3 separate regions of the Mus musculus genome follow, and all the other regions are linked to region 2. Evidence: chromatin contacts called from public HiChIP or PLAC-seq data. All regions are on one chromosome and are shown on one strand. Each heading gives the region's core, a stretch centred on a gene start, on an enhancer-like site or on the middle of the called end of the contact. The rest is flanking DNA. Distances are from core to core; before and after follow the strand shown.

Region 1 (4,028 bases), core at 138-2,637, 200 kb before region 2:
TGCGCTCTTCTACCCCTTTCCAGCAACCCTGTTGTGGTCTGATCAGAAGGGATGGTACCCCCCTCCCATTCGTTCCCCCACTGCCAAAGGAGTTTGCCTGAGCCCTCAGAAATCCCAGCCTCAAACCCTGAAAGCAGACCAGGGCATAGCCTGCTCCTGAATTCAACTGTTCTGGGCAAGAGCTCAGGGCTTTTCAGAGGATAAATAAGAGGCTATCCAATGCCTGGTAGGGCCAGGGAGGCCAGCTGCCTTCTCATCCTGGGAGGTGGCCCTTTCCAAGCCCACCACGGTGTGGTGGCAAAGACAGGAAGTGCCACAGAAGTCCCTGCTCCATGGTACCCAGCTTATTCTGGACTCTGGAGAGGGAGAAACTTGGACAGTTTGAAAGGTGGCCAGGAGGAAAGCTATCAACAAAGGCTGGGGAGAGGTGTGGGGTAGCAGTGCACAGGCACGGGCCTGTAAAGACTTGCAAGACAAAAGAAGGTGAGGTTTTTAAACCTCAGCTAGTTAGCCCGCCGCCTCTCCCATCGACTTCTCTAACTCACCCGAATCCCTCTAGCTTTGAAGGGTGGCAAACAGCTATAAAGCATCGGAAATGCCCCATCTCAGGCCACCAGATGTAGCTTTGGCCCTTGAGACTTGCTTTTCCTTACAAATATGCTTCAGGATGTTGTCTGGGGGGCTGGAAGCCTGCTTTGAAGTCCAGTTTTGGAATGCTGCACCAGGGGACTCTCTCTGACTTTGGAAGAGCTTGAGTTGTAATGCATTTTTGGTCTCTTACCACCAACTAAAGGAACTGTTCTAAACAGCCCCGACCCCCACCCATACCCCCACCCCCCGGCTCCAGCTCATAGGCAGAGCGACTTGCCCTGCTCTGATCGCTGTCTCTGTAAATGTCCGCATTTGCTTCCCAGCTAGAGACACCAGAGACAACTGTGGTTGTCACAGGCTTTTATCTTCCCTGTGAGCCCTGTTGAACCCTCCGGGGGCTCCGGGGATAAATGAATGGAGCCTGAAAACTGCAGTTTGAAAGCTCCCATTTGTAAAACCAGAATGCTTGTAAAGTCCCGTTTCCTTCTGCCGTGCCACCCCTGCCCCCTGTGGCCATGGCCAGAGAACAGAGTCTGAAGCTAGAAAGGGCATGCTCCGCCCCTGTGCCTCCCCCCCCATCCCAGTGAGCCCTGGTAAGACTTTTGCTCTGCGCACCATTGCTTCTGAATGTTCAGGGGGCGAGGGCCGAGGCCAGAGGGCAGGCAAAGTCCACAGTGTATACTCCAAGCAGTTGTGGGAAAAACCGAGCCCTGCTCTCACCCTCCCTGTGTGGCTCCTTTTGGCTGGATTCCCTTCGCCCAGTGCAATACACCCTTTCCCCTTCGCTCTCCCTTGGTTACTATGGAAACAAGGGTGTCATTGATGTGGGGCTGAGCTGGGGAACATGTCGGTGCACAGCTGAAAGTCAGCGATTATGCCGGTGGTTCGCTCTGCCCGGTAGAAAAGTCCACAGCCTGAGATGCTGCAGAAGGACAGTCTTACCGAAGCCCTCCCCCACACTTCCCTCCCTCCCTCTGTCCCCTGTCTCTGACGATTTCTTTATTCCCCTCCGGACTAAAGTGGTGGCTATTTTTATGCCAGTCCGTGCCCCACCCTCACTGTTGGCCGCTCCTTATCCGGCCTGGGCCTGGAGAGAGTGACACCATGTCACCCTCACCAGGCCCAGTGTCTCCATTCCCTTCCACAGTGCGCTTTGATTCCCCCCTCCCTCTCCTTTTCGGGATGCTTCTTCCTTTATTTTTAGCTCTGCTCTCCATGTGGTTTCGGGGTTCGGTGTGATCCATCGGAAGGTTCTTTTTTTTTTTTTTTTTTAGTCCCTTTTGAAAATGATAATCAAAGGAAGGGACGCGGTGTTTGGTCACGTGGAAAGCTCAATGTATAATTTAGACGTCTGTCAAAAAAACGCAACAAATAAAATGTAGCTGCAACGAAGGCGGTCTTGGAGTGGATTGTGATCTCTGCTGGAACTCCAAGAGGGCCTAAGCAGCTTTGCCCTTTTGGAGGTTAGGTTTCCTCAAGGGAGGGCTGTTTTCAGAAAAAAAACACCACCACCAGGTGATATGAAAACCACCACCACCGCCATTGCTGCAGCAGCAGCAGCCACCCGCCTCACCTTACCCCTAGCCCCATGCACCTCCTGCGTAACTAGGCAGCACTAAGCCCACTTTGCAGTGGAAGAAACAGAGAGGCCTTTGCCTCAGCTAAGGAATTTGCCAGCATCACAGCTCCTGTAAGGATTGGTGGAGCCAGAAACCTAGGTCCCCTGCTGTCTCTAAAGGAAAAAAAAAAAAAAAAAAAAAAAACAAAAAACAAAGAAACAGTACCACAGCCCACTTCAGTCCCAGCCCTCACCTCCTGCCTGTTCAGCAGCTGCCTCCCACAGCCCTCTGCACCAGTTGTCCCCTAGGCTAGCACTGCCTGCTCTTCCCGGACTCCCAGTCCCCAGGGCCTCAGGTCCTCTCATCACAAAAGCACAGTTGCACATCTCTTTCCTTCCTTTGCATAGGTTCAGCCCCATGGATGGCAAAAAGGAGGGAGCCGTCAAGAACATTAGGGCTGCCAGGGACACTTGCAGTCACCTACTGCCTACTACTGAGTCCTCTTGCTGGAAGCTGCCCAGAGAAAATGCTAGCCTTTGGAAGGGCAGCCTGGGCTACTTGAAACCCCATCTCAAAAACTCAGAAGTCTAATGGGGACACTCATGAAAGGTGACAGGCTTAGAGGGCTATGGTCTTGCTCACCCCTTCATCTACTCCTAGGGTCCCTCCTTACCCACAACAGAGGGTGAGCAACCGGCAGGAGAGGGAAGCCAGAGGCGAGGCGAGAGGAGAGAAAAGGCACAAGGTGTCCGATGTGTCACCGGACATTCAGTTCATCTTGAATTTCAAATAAAGACTAGTTTTTACTTCAGCTGTACTCCATACAATATTTGGGACTTTGTTATAATACTCAGGAAAACATTATTTATCTGAAATTAAAATTGAACTTCCATTCTGTTTTGGTTTTTTCTTTTGATAAACCTGATGTTCCTACCAAGGACTAAAAGAGGACTTGTGAAGAGCAGTGGGCTTGCATCCTCAGCCAGGCAGAGTGGCACAGGCCAGTAATCCCAGCACTCAGGGGCCATGTGCCCGTAATCCCAGCGCCCAGGGACTAACAGGCTCAAGACTAGCCTAGGTAACATAGTAAATTATTTCAAAACCAACACAAAATGTCCAGCTATGGTAGCACACGACTTCAATCCCAATATCTGAGAGGCAGAAGTAGGAAGATCTCTCTCTTGTGGGTGGGCTCAGGAGCAGCCTGGGTTATGTAGACAACAGGGAGAGGAGCTCAGAGTCCATGCCTGGAAACCTGAGTTCAGTCCCCAGAGCCCACACAAAGTTAGATGGAAAGAACCAACTCAGCGAGTAGTAGACACTTCTTCATGCCTCAGTCTCTTGTGTGTAAAATAGAGAACTAGGAGGATTCGAGAGTAGTTATGCTCGGTGTGTAATGTATGTGAAATCTCTGCAGCTATAACAAAAATAATCTGGCACTTTCCCAGACTCCCAAGGCGTCTGCCTCCACCTCCATTCCTAACCCTGTGTGGCTCTGTGACTCTCAAAGCAACATACAAGCAGTCTGCCTGCCTGCCGCCAGCCTTCCCGGAGGGGCTGGCAGACCCCCCTCTCTCTCTGAGGATCCCAGGGCCACCCCAACCACACCTCCTGCAATTAGATTTGTAAGTGGGAACAGGCTCTCATCAGAGACTCCTGATTGGCTCCAGGCAAAAACACAGTTTAGTGCTCAGTCAAGCTGCATTTTTAGGGCCCTCTGTGCCCCCCTCACCCCCCCCCCAATTGCAATCTGTTCTGTAATTTCTTTTTCCAACACTGCAGAATGCAGAGATGCTGCAGCCACCACCAGCAGGGCAGGGAGGAGGGAAAGGGCTTCTGTTCCCTGCAGAGCATCTGCTGGTCCAGCGCTTGGTGGAT
Region 2 (3,898 bases), core at 1,370-3,869:
CCAAGTAGTGAGCACCAAGGGAGAGCGATTCAAAGATGTCCGGAACCCTGAGGCCGAGGAGATGAAGGCCACATACATCAACCTCAAGCCGGCCAGAAAGTACCGCTTCCACTGAGACAGTGCTGGATCCTGCCGAGCACTGCTGATCCCAGAGGGATGCAGACACCCTCCCATCCACCCTGTCCCTTCTGGAGGCCCTTGCTCTAGTGTTCTATTCTTGGGGCTTCCTTCAAGAGCACAGTAAAAGTGGTCCAAGGAAGGTATATGCTCATTCTGCTCATTTCTGCCCCCAGGGCAGGGAAAAAACCTGTCTCTCTGACTAGTTCCCAGCTTCCCGTCCCCTATGCACCACGCAAGAAGGGGTAAAAAGCTCTTTATTTGAAATTCCAGGGTGGGACAGGGGATTTCACAGGCCTGTCAACCACAGGCCCCCACAGTTCAGTTTCCCTATGGCTCAGGGTCAAGCCCGGGCTACACAGTCCAGCTGTGCTCCCACCCCAAGGAAAGTTAGTCAGACCTGTAGGTTGACAAAGGGTGCGAAGCCTGCCATGTCCTGGAGTAGCACCAGAGCCTGGTGCAGGGGTGGTTCCACGTCGATGTCCACACCACGCTTCCGCAAGCGGCTCAGGCTCGGTTCAGCCACATGGTGGCAGTGCCGCACCCGCAGAGAGCGCAGCGCCGGGCAGTACTCGGCCAGTGTCCTGAGGGAGGAGTATGGTGATGCTAGGTGCTGAATCTCACGGTCTGGAGGGCCAGCCCTCTAAACCCGCAGCTGGCTCCAGCAAGTTCTAGCTTTCCCTCCAGCTCAGGGTCTGCTCTTTTTTACTGTACCTAAAGGAAGGGGCCAGGAAGGAATTACAGACTCCAGGCTCATTTGGGGTTTCTGGTTCTTAGAGAGTACCAATCCATAGTTCCTTCCAGTGTTTCTAGATTACCCACCTTGTTGCAGAAATGCCAGAAATCAACTTTATGTGACATTTCTCAGTGTGTCAATCTTGGCTCCCAAGTCTGTTTATTTTTTGTTTTTGTTTTTTTTTTGGGGGGGTTGTTTTGGTTTTGGTTTTTGGTTTTGTTTTGTTTTTAATTGTACACTTTCTAGCCTAAAAAATGCCAGAGGTCTTTCTAATGGGTCTTTGACAAGTACAACCCACCTCCCTATCCCCAAAGTGACTGCCCACTTCCTACAGTACCGCCCCCATGCCCAGGCACCTGACACCGTCGCTTCCGACCCGAAGGCAGCCGGTGAGGTCTAGGTGCTCGAGCTGCGGGCAGTTTCGAGCCAACTCTTGAACCGCAGTGTCCCCAACATTGGCGTTGACTGCTAATGAGAGGCTGCGGAGGCCCGCGCCGCGTCTCTGCGCCAGGTACACGATGGCCTCGTCCTTGAGTTGACGACAGGCGGTGAGGTCTAGCTCCTCCAGAGCCGGGCAGCGGTCAGCGAGGCCACGCAGTGCCAGCCCGTCCACCCAGTCACAGTGAGCGAGGGAAAGGCGCTGCAGACGCGGGCAGCCCTCAGCCAGCGCCCCCAGGGCTCGGCGACTCAGTTGGCCGCAGCCGGCCAGCGCTACGCTCCGGAGCTGTGGATTCCGTGCCAGCACCGGCACCAGGTCCTCGTCCGACAGCCATTCGTGACACGGAGCCAGCGCCAGCTCCTGCAGCCCCTCAGCATCCCGCAGTAGCCGGGCTAGTGCCGCCCGTGGAATCTGTGGACCCACCTACGGGCGGGAGACACGGAGACTCAAGTCTGTCCCCGGGGCGGGCCACTGCCTGGCAGCCGCCTAACTTCGGGACTTTGCCCCCTGCCCTCCCAGAAGGGACACCGAGCTCCCTCCGAGCCGCTGCCCTCTGGAATTCTCCACGTCTCACCCGGGGTCGGGAAGGGTTTACCGCGCAGCAGGGGCTGGCCTGGAGGCGGGGCGACGGTGGTACCCACGCGGGGGCGTGGCGTGGGCGTGGCTCCGGGCCCCGGCTCACCTGAGCGGCGTCGAAGCGGCGCAGCCTCGCCAAGTGCAGCTGAACGAGCGCCCGGAAGGCGCGACTGACGCGCTGCAGCCGGAGCAGCTGGCGCAGCGGGACCCAGTTCAGGACGTGCGGGAGCAGCACGTCTTCCCAGGGCAGGTCCAGGAGCCTGAGGGGGAAAACGGCGTTGACGTCCCCGGGCCGCTGTTACGTGCGAGTCCTTCTGTTATACCCGAGAGTCCCGGCTGGCAAGAGGGATCCGCGTCCGGCCCAGACTCGGCTGCCCTCCCTCCCTAGGCCCCTCCAGTGCTCGGTACCTGACAGCTCCTGGTTCTTGCTCCCCTCCGGACTGCTCCATTGGTGGCTCCATCGCTGTCTACTGCGCGTGCGCAGTAAGCTCCACTCGCTTTGGCCTTGAAGCGGCTGCGGCGAGCCCGCCTCCTTGGTCGGAAGAGACAGACCGATTTAATCGAGTGCGGTCTCACTGAGAATCCTTGTCAGGAAGCTTTTCGGATGGATCCCGAAACTGAGGCAGAACGGACCAGTGATGTACCATTAGATGTCTTCTCAGCTACAGGGCTTGAAGCCCGAGGCTGGAGTAGCGGCGAGCGAACACTGCTTTCGGTCTCCGTTGCGGGCCAGTAGCCGCCTCTGAGTGGTGATGGGAGGAGCAGACAAGGCCAAAGGCAGAAGGGGCGGAGCCAGGACTCCTAGGTTACCCAGTGCCTCCTTCTGTCCTCTGGTCGCCTTTAAGCGACTTTGGAAAAAGAAAAGGGGGAGAGGCTGCCCAGACTATAACTAGCTGGTATGTACTAGGTGCTCAATAAGCAACTGCCAAAAGACTAGATTAAATGGGCGACGCTAGGGCTTTTACTCTCAAGCACACTTGTTTAAACCTGCCATTTCTTGTGAAATGCACAATCATGACATCCATCTCTTTCCACTTCAGGGCAGCGTAGTCCGGCTCTTTGCCTAAGGACAAAGGACTATATAGGACCAGCCAGGTCTGCTTTCCAGCGGTCCAGAGTCCGAGAGGAATTGCCTGCTCAGTGCAGGCCACTAGCCGTACTGCTTTGACTGGTCCTGGATTAATTGTAGGGACATTGTCTTCCCAAAGCTCAACCACTAGGCTCCCCTTTCACTGCACCCCCAGATACTAAGCCCAAGTCCCTCTCTGGAGAACCCCTGGCGTAATATTTTCCTCCAACATCTGAGGTGGGTGTGGGGCATGCGAAAGACTGTAAGACCGCTGCATCCTATCTACATGATTGCGTGCCCTTATGCAAACATTTCAGCCGCTTCGTAACGAAAACTGCTTCCCATCCTTATCAGGGGTTTGGGTACATCAGCAAAGGTAGGAAGGACCGTCCATTTTAAAGACAGGCAAATCGAGGCTCTAGGGAGAAAGCTCCCTAACCAGGATCAAACGAAGCAAGGATAAAGAACCCAGAAATCCTGGTTTTCCCAGAATTCCTTCTACACTACCTCATTACTGAATTGTAGCATAAAGAGAAAAGCCAACTAGCACCGGAAAGACACAAGAGGGTGAAGGTGGATGAGGGGATTGCTTCCTCGTCTCAGTCTACTTGGGGAAGGGGTAGCCTGGAAGGATCTCTGCAAGATTGATGTGGGCGCGCACCACCTCCGGGCGCGCGCCTCCACACCCCCCCCTTTGTTCGCGCCTCTGCGCTTGCGCATTACGACAAATCTGGCGCTGTCCCCTTCAGCACCTCGCGGAACTCGCGCCACCCCTCCCCGCGGTGAGCCCCGCGCACCCCCGCTTCGAACGTCCTCGCACCCTCTGGCCACCCGAATCGACCCTCTCTTTCTTCCCAGGTCATAACTTGCCGGTCTTGGCCTTCCAAAGGAGAATAGTTACCATAGTAACTCGTGTGGCGTTTTCCTAAAAGAGCCAGACCCTTTTCCACCCTGGCCAAGG
Region 3 (3,560 bases), core at 17-2,516, 250 kb before region 2:
GAAGTACCCAGGAAGGAGGCAGTCCTGTGCAAATTTAGGGCCAGTATGGTCTACATAGTTTTGTTCCAGGCCAGCCAGAGTTCCATAGTAAGACTCTCAAAACAACAACGACAACAAACCTGAAAACCCATACTGGAAAAATCTGCCTTTGTTTAAGTAATGGCAACTAGGTTGGTGAAAGAGGTAACGCCTGAACCCCAGATTAAACTATTGATAATAATAATAATATGTCACCCTTTCTTTGCGACAGGAATTGCTCTCTATGTACGTGACATACATGGACCTGTAAGATAGATAACAGGTAAACACACATCAACAGACTTCCAGAGATACCACTTCTACCTAAACTATGAGCTGTTGGAAGAGTTCTCTGCTTATTAACAGGTATAAACAGCTCTGAGGTGTGGGGTGTAGTGTATGTAGGTCGGTGGCAGAGTGCTTGCCTACCCTGTACAAACCCCTGCATTCTGAGTTCAGTCCCCGGGGGCAAACAGCACTCCTACCTGGGCCACAGTGTTTACAAGCAACACTATAAAATAGTTTACAAGTAAAAAAAAAAAATAGTTTACAAGTTAGTTCAAGTCCGGACTCTTATCATCTACAATAACCGATTTCTAGGGTTGTAAGGAAATTAAACCTCATATAAAAAAAAACATTCCACTAGGAAGAATGCAATTTCCACGAAGGCAGGTTGTCGGGAACCAACATGCCACAAAGGTCCTGTGGTCGGCCCTGGGCGTGAGAGGAGCGGGAGGTAGCGCTTGCAGTCTAACCCGGTTTAGCAAAATCCAGCAGATCCCAAACAATCTAACACTCCCGCTGCCAGCTAACCTCAATGCTAGGGACCGGTCCCCAACCTCCCTATCTCTCGCCCTCTCTCAGGCGACCTCCCCCAACACAGTACAAATCACCTATCCTGGATTCTAACAAGAATGTGGAGATAGAGACGTAGCCGCAACTCCTGAGCCCTAAAGCCTGGCACCCGAAGACAACCGGGGTCAGAAGGGAAGAATCCATTGGAGCCCTGGTGGGTCCCTCCGGCCACGCGGCTTCTGCAGATGCAAGTCCAGCACGCAGCGCCTGGCAGCCGCAACAGAGCAGAACCACGCTCCCTTCGGAGGCGCGGGGATTAGGAGTAGCTGTGCATTTGGCTGCACTTGCGAACTCTTACCTGGTCCCAGAGGGATGCACCCCGCGACTGCCACCAGGCGAAGCTGACCAGGAAAGCAGAACTGAAGTGTCGCGGCTAGGCCCGGGAACCACCCCCTCGCCCTACGCCCCCACTTCCGACCAATCAGAGGCCACAGGCTCCGGCCAGCCACGTGGGCGGCTTTGCACCTCCCGCTGGGTCGCTCACCAGCCCGCCCCGCCCTCCCGCCCCTCCCGAGACCGCCTGCGCAATGGGCGGGCGCTTTGGCGCGCTTGCGCACTTTGGGTAGAGAGGAGCAGAACCCCGCCCCATCCCGCTGCTCCGTTCCTCCGCTGTGCGTGCGAGGGACGTCAGGGGCGGCGCCGCAGCAGTTACCCCTGGTAACGGGGGAGGCAGGAGGAGGAGGCGGAGGAGGAGGAGGAGGGACTCGGCTTGAGGATGGTGAGTGTGGGGGCCCTGGCCCCTCCAGAGCTGACCAGTCACCCCCCCTCCTTTCACCAGTCCCAGGGCGGGGCGCTGCGCGTAAAGCCGAGGAGGACGTGGGATGGGGCTCGCCTTGATCTTTGGGGTTCTAGATCGGTTTCAGGGGCGAAGGAGGAGCCCCTAAAGTGGGCCTGGAGGGAGGCCTAGGCCTGGAGAGAAAAGAGGGGTTTGCGATAGATTCGAGGCATGGAGTGCTTGGCTAGCGGGGAAGCCTGGGCACCATCATCTTTCTAGGGACTGGGATGAAGGCGACTCTAGAGCTGCGGAGATCAGACCAAGCTCTCAGATCTTACTGCAGAGTCGACCTCTCGGCGCCTCGGGACTGTGGGGTTCATCTGAGAACCAGCCAAAAGTGGGAGAGGCGCGGCTCTACTGTCTTTGAGATCACCCTGGCAGCACCAGGGAGCTGTAACCTGGCTTTCCTAGATGCTCGCGTCTCTGAGTGAGAGGTGTGTAGGGAGTAAGTCCCAGGACAATAAGAGGTACCGCTGGGAATGGATGTCTCTGTGGTGGGTGCGCTCCTGCAGTCCCAACTTAATCGCTGAAAGTTCTGCGAAGAAATAATGGTTGTTGATGAGCGATTTTTTGCTCCGTATTTATTCCATGTAGATAGAAGCAAATTAACCTCCCGTGTCCTAGCTTTTCCTTCAAATTTGCAGTGTCCTTTTGCCTGAGGCCACAGGAGGACCAAAGGTCTTCACCTCAAACTAAAAAGAATGAACAATAGAAAGTGAGCATCAATTTGAAGCAAGCCTTGTCTCCGTTAACCTTAATTAAGGCTTTTCCAAAGTGTATGATGTGTGACAGATTTTTGACCAGAAACACTCGGTTCCTTGTTGATTTTTTAAAATCGTTATTTTATTTAATGTATATGTATGGGTGTTTAGCCTGAATGTATGTTTGTGCTCCACGTGTGTGCCTGGTGCCTGCAGAGGCCAGAAGAGAGCTTTGGTTGCCTGGAACTGGAGTTACGGATGTCTGGGAACCATCGCGTGGATGCTGGCAAATGAACACTGAGCGTTGCTGAACATCTCTCTGCCCTTGTTGATTCTGTACGCGGTAGATGGAGAGTAAAAATGAAGTTATGGGGAAATGAATATTTTTAGAGCTAGTCAAAGAAAACTTGATATTAAGGCATTTAGAACAGGTTGGTTGGCTTACTAACTGCTCCGAACAGGTTCCTGTTGCCCCCCCCACACACACACACACAATATTTTTGTGAAAATATTGAGGCATTTCTGTTGACTTAAGAAGCAAAGCCTAGGGCTGGTGAGATGGCTCAGTGGGTAAGAGCACCCGACTGCTCTTCTGAAGGTCTGAAGTTCAAATCCCAGCAACCACATGGTGGCTCACAACCACCCATAATGAGATCTGATGCCCTCTTCTGGTGTATCTGAAGACAACTACAGTGTACTTACATATAATAAATAAATAAATCTTTAAAAAAAAAAAAAAAAAAAAAAGAAGCAAAGCCTAGGGCTAGGGGTATAGCTCAGTGAGTAGAGGTTTGCTTAGCAAGCACTAAATCCTGCATAGAACTGAATGTACTAGTACTTGCCTACAATCCCAGCTCAAGATGGAGGCAGGGGGATCAGAAGAAGTGCAAGGGCTACGTATTGATTTCCAGGCCAGTCTGGGATAAATGAGACATGTTCTCAACTAAAGAAGAAAATAGACAGACAGGCAGGGGGGAAACTACACATCTTCTTTGGTCATACTATTGAGCAAGTGAATTTTGACAAAAAAACAAAAATTCACAGTGTCAAATTGTTAAGTAGAATTATTTAATCTGAGGTTGTCAATCACACTTCACACTTGTTACATTTACAGCTCTGCCTAACCTCGGGCTAAACAGATTTTAACTAGTGTTTTCTTTTTATTATTTATACATGAGCTGCCCATTTAAAGGCTAAGTTTATCTTAACAA

What was found. HiChIP or PLAC-seq counts read pairs in DNA pulled down with a chosen protein or histone mark.
Region 1: a contact with region 2 is called in a FOXA1 HiChIP or PLAC-seq map of pancreatic cancer cells. The contact joins the enhancer-like site here to the promoter of Fbxl15 in region 2. A contact is called at or near these places in 1 of 39 promoter capture datasets (macrophages), 1 of 15 datasets of contacts at CTCF or cohesin (CD8 T cells), 4 of 484 Hi-C or Micro-C datasets (the G1E-ER4 cell line, embryonic stem cells and nephron progenitors), 4 of 115 datasets of contacts at active chromatin or transcription factors (embryonic stem cells, memory CD8 T cells, microglia and 1 more) and 3 of 9 other capture datasets (adipose tissue, liver and pancreatic islet).
Region 3: a contact with region 2 is called in a FOXA1 HiChIP or PLAC-seq map of pancreatic cancer cells. The contact joins the promoter of Sfxn2 here to the promoter of Fbxl15 in region 2. A contact is called at or near these places in 5 of 39 promoter capture datasets (cranial neural crest, embryonic stem cells, liver and 2 more), 4 of 484 Hi-C or Micro-C datasets (embryonic stem cells, nephron progenitors, neutrophils and 1 more), 6 of 115 datasets of contacts at active chromatin or transcription factors (bone marrow-derived macrophages, effector CD8 T cells, embryonic stem cells and 2 more) and 3 of 9 other capture datasets (adipose tissue, liver and pancreatic islet).

Annotation. Positions count from the first base shown.
Region 1 is chr19:46,526,215-46,530,242 of GRCm38.p6, reverse strand. No RefSeq gene overlaps it. Among named protein-coding and RNA genes, the nearest start is that of Trim8, 27 kb to the right of the region's middle. Within about 2 kb of position 1,387, at least 198 of the 459 cell types and tissues checked have an H3K27ac peak or open chromatin away from gene starts, as enhancers often do. A contact at or near this core is called in CD8 T cells, embryonic stem cells, liver and 5 more, where this site is marked.
Region 2 is chr19:46,326,905-46,330,802 of GRCm38.p6, reverse strand. It overlaps Fbxl15 (F-box and leucine-rich repeat protein 15), which reads right to left and starts at 2,619. Exons shown (of 4, transcript NM_133694.2): 1 at 2,277-2,619; 2 at 1,975-2,128; 3 at 1,210-1,715; 4 at 357-701. The coding sequence starts at 2,329. The coding sequence ends at 512. It overlaps Psd (pleckstrin and Sec7 domain containing), which reads left to right and starts at 3,647. Exons shown (of 18, transcript NM_028627.2): 1 at 3,647-3,719. Cuedc2 (CUE domain containing 2) reads left to right here. Exons shown (of 9, transcript NM_001164291.1): 9 at 1-991. The coding sequence ends at 115.
Region 3 is chr19:46,571,071-46,574,630 of GRCm38.p6, reverse strand. It overlaps Sfxn2 (sideroflexin 2), which reads right to left and starts at 1,266. Exons shown (of 12, transcript NM_053196.3): 1 at 1,172-1,266. Arl3 (ADP-ribosylation factor-like 3) reads left to right here and starts at 1,449. Exons shown (of 6, transcript NM_019718.3): 1 at 1,449-1,591. The coding sequence starts at 1,589.